2 separate regions of the Zea mays genome follow, and region 1 is linked to region 2. Evidence: chromatin contacts called from public Hi-C data. All regions are on one chromosome and are shown on one strand. The core of a region is the stretch at or near the end of the contact, and the rest is flanking DNA. Distances in the headings are between cores, read along the strand shown.

What was found. Hi-C and Micro-C count contacts between places; a contact is called where the count stands out from the background.
Region 1: a contact with region 2 is called in a Hi-C map of leaf, with 6 times the contacts expected there. The contact joins the promoter of LOC100273833 here to the promoter of LOC103626584 in region 2. A contact is called at or near these places in 9 of 25 Hi-C or Micro-C datasets (bundle sheath, ear, leaf and 1 more).

Annotation. Positions count from the first base shown.
Region 1 is chr5:78,186,686-78,189,397 of Zm-B73-REFERENCE-NAM-5.0, reverse strand. LOC100273833 (Phosphatidylinositol/phosphatidylcholine transfer protein SFH8) reads right to left here and starts at 1,381. Exons shown (of 15, transcript NM_001360463.1): 1 at 1,166-1,381; 2 at 925-1,036. The coding sequence starts at 958. LOC103626588 reads left to right here and starts at 2,077. Exons shown (of 6, transcript XM_020537684.2): 1 at 2,077-2,174.
Region 2 is chr5:77,976,576-77,979,275 of Zm-B73-REFERENCE-NAM-5.0, reverse strand. LOC103626584 (cyclin-T1-1) reads left to right here and starts at 1,370. Exons shown (of 6, transcript XM_008646994.4): 1 at 1,370-1,856. The coding sequence starts at 1,666.

The DNA of each region.
Region 1 (2,712 bases), core at 132-2,631, 210 kb before region 2:
TGAATTGAATTGTGCTCCTTGTTCTGCCCAGGAAAAAAACTTCCAAGTCAGCTCAGCCAAACTTACAACGCTGAGTTACTTCAAAAGAAAACTACAGCTCTAGAAACTGAATATACAACCTTCAGCTCCTCTGAAGCTCATCATGCTAGCAAGTGAAGTGACAGGCCACAACAACTTCCCAACGAAGTGATTATTTCTAGCAGTGAATCCAGCCAAGGTTCCTGACTAAATGGTTCTGTGTTTACAACTTTACTGTTAGCAGTAACACTCCGGCCTCCAGGTATTCCGACTTGTATGCAAGTTTCAGAAGGAAGCACATACATGTTTTGAAATATGTGGTGTTTAGATTTGCACTGGTTCAGAGCTTGCCACTATTGAACAGGTCAAGGCTCAAGACAACAAGGCGCTGTCCAATGGTGAAATCAGTTTGAGACCTTAACGGTTGACAACTTGCCTGGGGACAAATCCAATACGAATACAAAGGCCCGAAGTTTATTGTGAAACCGACAAATCCGGCTCAGCCACCCTCCTTCGTAGGAAGCTACGCGCCCATCTATCTGGTCGAAGAAACTCCGACGAGACCTATACGACGCAGCACTGAACCGGTCAAAGCGCATGGCGAGACAGACACGCCGCGTGAGAGCCGCAAAAAAGGACCAGGGCGAATTAACCCGGCGAGCTCGCCGATGCCTCATGATTAGCTAGCGAGCTCGCCGATGCCTCATAATCAGCTAGCCGGATCACGGAAAACCAGGTAGACTGCGCCGCCGGTGTTGGGGGATTAGGGGGGCAATCAGCTAGTCGGATTATGGAAAATCAACGCCGCAAGAGATTGCGGTCGCCCTACGCGTATGGGCCTATGCGGCCGCGAGAGAAATCTAAGGAGGAAAAGGCCACGTTGAGGGGAGGAGCCTCGGAACTCACATGGCCGCGCGAAGCGATCGAGGTGGCCCGACATGGGCGCGTCAACGGGCGCTGGACGCGAACGGATCCTCCCGCTCCCTACTTCCGCCTCCCAAGCCTTGAACGGAACCACCTGCATTCATTCGCGCCCGTCAGAAACCCTAGAATCGCCCACTCCGAAGAGGATCGAACAAATAAGGGCAGCAGAGCGGGGCGGGGTTCGGCGGCGCGCCTGAGATTCCCATCTGCCCGCGCTTCGTACCTCGCTGTGGCGTCGGCGGGCGCCGGCGACTCGAGGGCCGCGTGGGAATCCGAGGCGAAGGGGGATTTTTTGGGGGCGTGTGGTGTCGTCGAGGAGGAGAAGGCTGGGATTGGGGGTGATGGGACGGCGCGGGGGCTGGGGCTAGTGGGAGTAACTTTAAAGTAAAGAAGAGGATGGAGGTGGAGGGCGAAGCTGATGAAGGAGAGAGAGAGAAAAAGAGGGAGGAACTACGAAGGTAGGGGACGGGGTGGGGCAGCCGGCAGCGTCCTCCTCCGGAAATTGGGGGAAATTCGGTGCGGGATATCTTTATGGATGCGTCCGGCTCGTTTACGTTCTAGCCCCTGGGTTTCAGCAGAATCGGGACTCTACTTCGCCGGCTGCCGCTCAGGATGGATAGGAGAAAATAAAAACTCTATTTATAAGCTCCTAACTTCCAAATTAAAATTTATTTTAGTTAATTAATAGGTTCGTATAATTTTGATATATATATTTTTATATACTATTAAGGGGACAGTGTAGACTGCCCCCGCCTCAGCAGCCAACGCATGCCGCGAATCCCGCGCACGAACGCCCCCGCCGCGATTCCCCTCCTGCCCGCGGCAAATCACGCGCACGACCGTCCCCCCGCCGCGATTCCCTCCCACCCGCGGCGAATCCCCCTGCCCGAACCTCTCGGGTGTAGACCATACCAGGCCCCCGCTCCCCTCCCCTCCCTTGGCGACGGCATGCCGTGGTGGATCCGCGTGCGTCAACAATCTGCCGCTCGCGATCCGCACGCGCCGTCCCTACGAATCCCGGCCGCCGACGTCGATCCCGCGCCGCGCGCCATCGAGGTGAGTCGCAGGTCCCTATGAATCCCTTTGACGCTGTCCCTACTCCAAGGAGGTGAGTCGCCGCCTCCTCGACTCAGATCTTGCTCCACGGCACGCTCCACGCCACCATCTTCGAGGCCGAGTCGCTCTCCAACCCGCACCGCGCCACTGGCGGCGCCCCCAAGTTCATCCGTAAGGTACTCCCCGGTCTCCCCTTCACCTTCTCGCTTTCCTGTCACCACCAAGATATATGCCACCGTCGATCTCGAGAAGGACCGTGTCGGGTGGACCCGGATGATCTCCAACGAGCCTGTGAACCCGAGTGAACTGATTGAAACATAGGGTTTGATATCTCCAGGACAATATTCATGACTACGATCATATCTGTCCCTTTAAACGTGGACAGTCGGTGTGCCACAACAATGGTGGTCCTGCTAACCATCACTTGGTTCAGTGCATCTTGAACAATGTGCTCTCCTTCAGCATCCAGAGCACTTGTTGCCTCGTCGAGTAGAAGTATTTTTGGGTCCTTCAGCATGCATTGACTACACCCCATCAGGATTAGGAAATGAAACAAAATGGCATACCAATATAACCTTTTGTTGGAACTGTTATTTGCATTGATTCCTAATAAAAAACATTGACATGAGAATATACTACCTCCGCGTGCAACCAAACACACCAATGTGAACCAGTATACCATAATTCCAACGGTGAAGTTAGTAAACAACTGAC
Region 2 (2,700 bases), core at 121-2,620:
ATCAGTAAAGCTTGCATCTTTGGTCCATGTAGTTGTGCACCTTGTCTGTCACTCATCACAACGTTGTTGTGTTCTAACTGTTCTGTGATGAAAAGCAAGGGATACATTATGCTCTAGAAAGCAATAGAAATGTTTTGCGATTCATCACTTTAAGCCTCGGACTCCTAGCCCTGGCTACTGTTCGACTTTGAGGAAGAGCTATACCAAAATCCTGTTTGAATTCATGGACATTGGTTTTTTTAAGACAACAACTCTTGGCCACAAGATTGTCAAAACCAAAGAATTCCTTAACACGAGCATGAGAAGTCTGGATGAACACAGTGGGTTTCACCGCAAGTTGAAGCATTTTGCAGAGCAGTGCCAAATTGATGTTTCTTTGTTGCAAGAGGAAGAAAAGAAAATTCGGTCCTTGGTCAGGGGCACTGTTGATTATTTCCATGGGAGTACAGGGAAGGAGGAGGGCCTGCCGTTAGGATTAGTTGAAGTTCCAGTTTGATCATAGGCACCTAGGTCGATGCCTTTAGTAAGATGTAAGCAATCTGTCTTCTAGCCAGGTTGAGCAAGGCTTAGCTGCAGTGTATCAGTGTGGTACAGCTGATGTATTTATACTGTACAATCTAATGAGACTGTACTGATTAGAGCTATCAGAACCTGCACAAATATTTCACAATAAACTCTTAGGTTATATATTGCTCGAGACTTGTGAATATTTTGTTATTGCTTCCTGGTTCAAATCCATGATGCATGGTACACGCGCGTAATTATGACTTCTCATACAAGACGGGACGTCAAGACTCCGGTCTTTTTGGAGACATCATAACCTATTTGTTTAGTTTTAATCCATTCTGGTTTGTACTAATTATACAGTGCTTTATCCTAATTGTATCCGTGAACCGTGACAATTTATTTTGTTCAGAAAACCGTAGCGAAGCACGGGCATTTGACTAGTTTTTTTTGAAGAATAGAAGAGCAGTTGGAACAAGAAAATCACTATTCTTTACTGATATCGGTTTTGGATTGGTTTACACAATATTTTGGAGTTTCTCTTATCCGCTAAACTGTATCCGCAAAAATCGCGACGCCTGGCACGTCGAGCTGCCTCCGTGAGGTCCGCCAACTAAAACGCGTGCCTGCCGCAAGCCCGCAACAACCAGATGCATATGTTCCCCCCAAAAATCCAATCCAACATGGCATCGGGTGGTATCCGTCCGTCCCCAAGCTGGGCCCACGCGCCATAGACAGTATACACGCACGTGCCGCTGTGGAGGCGAACCTCCAACGAACCGCACCGGCATCCCGAGCCGTACGCTACGCGTCCGCGAGTCCGCGACTCTCTCTCCGCGTGGCGCAGCCGCCAAGTCAGGTCTCCTCCGCCCCGCCGCCTCTCTAGACGTTCCGTTCGTTAGCCCACCCGGACGAGACGACGAACGAGAGCCCCATCCCATCCGGTTCCGCTTCGGCGCGTCCCTCTGTTGCCTTGCCCTTGCCGCCAACCAACACCCCCGACCCCGAGAGCCGAGCCCCTCTTGCTTGGCCCTCAAGCTTTCGGTGCGTCACCCGCCGCCAACCCTCGACGAGACTCCGATTCTCTTTTCCCCTAGGCCAAGGTCTGGCCTTCCGGTCTTTCTTCACGCCGTTTGTGCGGTGCGGTGGCGATCGTCCGCGATGGGCGCCGCGCGGGGAGAGGAGGACGGGGAGGGGCGCTGCGGCGAGCGGTGCCCGTCGTGGTACGTGAGCCGGGAGGAGATCGAGAGCGGCTCGCCGTCGCGGCGGGACGGCGTCAGCGCGGCCAAGGAGGCCGAGCTCCGGGCCACCTACTGCTCCTTCATCCGCGACGTGTGCATCAGACTCCGACTGTGAGTGATCGATTGAGCTCTCCTCTCTCCCCCGCGGTTTCGTCTCTGGTTGATTTCAATCTGCTACTTGTGGTGTTATGGTGGTTTAGATGAGATACTCCATAATTATGCCAACAACAGCCTCATTGCATTGCCCTCGATCGCGGTTTCGTCTCTGGTTGATTTCAATTTGCTACTTGTAGTGGTATGGTAGTTTAGATGAGATACTCCATAATTATGCCAACGACAGCCTCATTGTATTGCCGTTGATCGCGGTTTCGTCTCTGGTTGATTTCAATCTGCTACTTGTAGTGGTGTGGTAGTTTAGATGAGATTATAGATGTCCAAACAGTGCGGGCTGCCCGTTTGGCCCGTGGCACGACACGAATTTAGCCCGGTCCAAACACGGCCCGGCACGACCCGTTTAGCGGGCCGGGTATGGACAGATTTGGTGGCCCGCGTGCTTTGGCCCGGCCCGACCCGATAAATGAGTCGGCCCGAAGACGGCCCGCATATTTATGTAAATACTAAATATATAAATACATTTAATTCTCTCATAATATGTAAATACTAAATACGCGACAAAACATATATAAAATGTATACATAAATATAAAATGCATACATAAATATTTTGTTGTCTTAATATATGTAAATAATATGTTATTATATATGATTAATTCTGTTAAATATATGTATTTATATACCGCTCTACTGTTGGTTCGGGCCAGTGCCCGGCCCGGCCCGGTCCGTTGAGGCCCACCGGGTCAACGGGCCGGCCCGACACGATTTTTCCCTGGGCGTGCCGGGTTTGGGCATGTCTCTAGGCACGTGGGCCAGCCCGACCCGGCCCGAAGCATCAACGG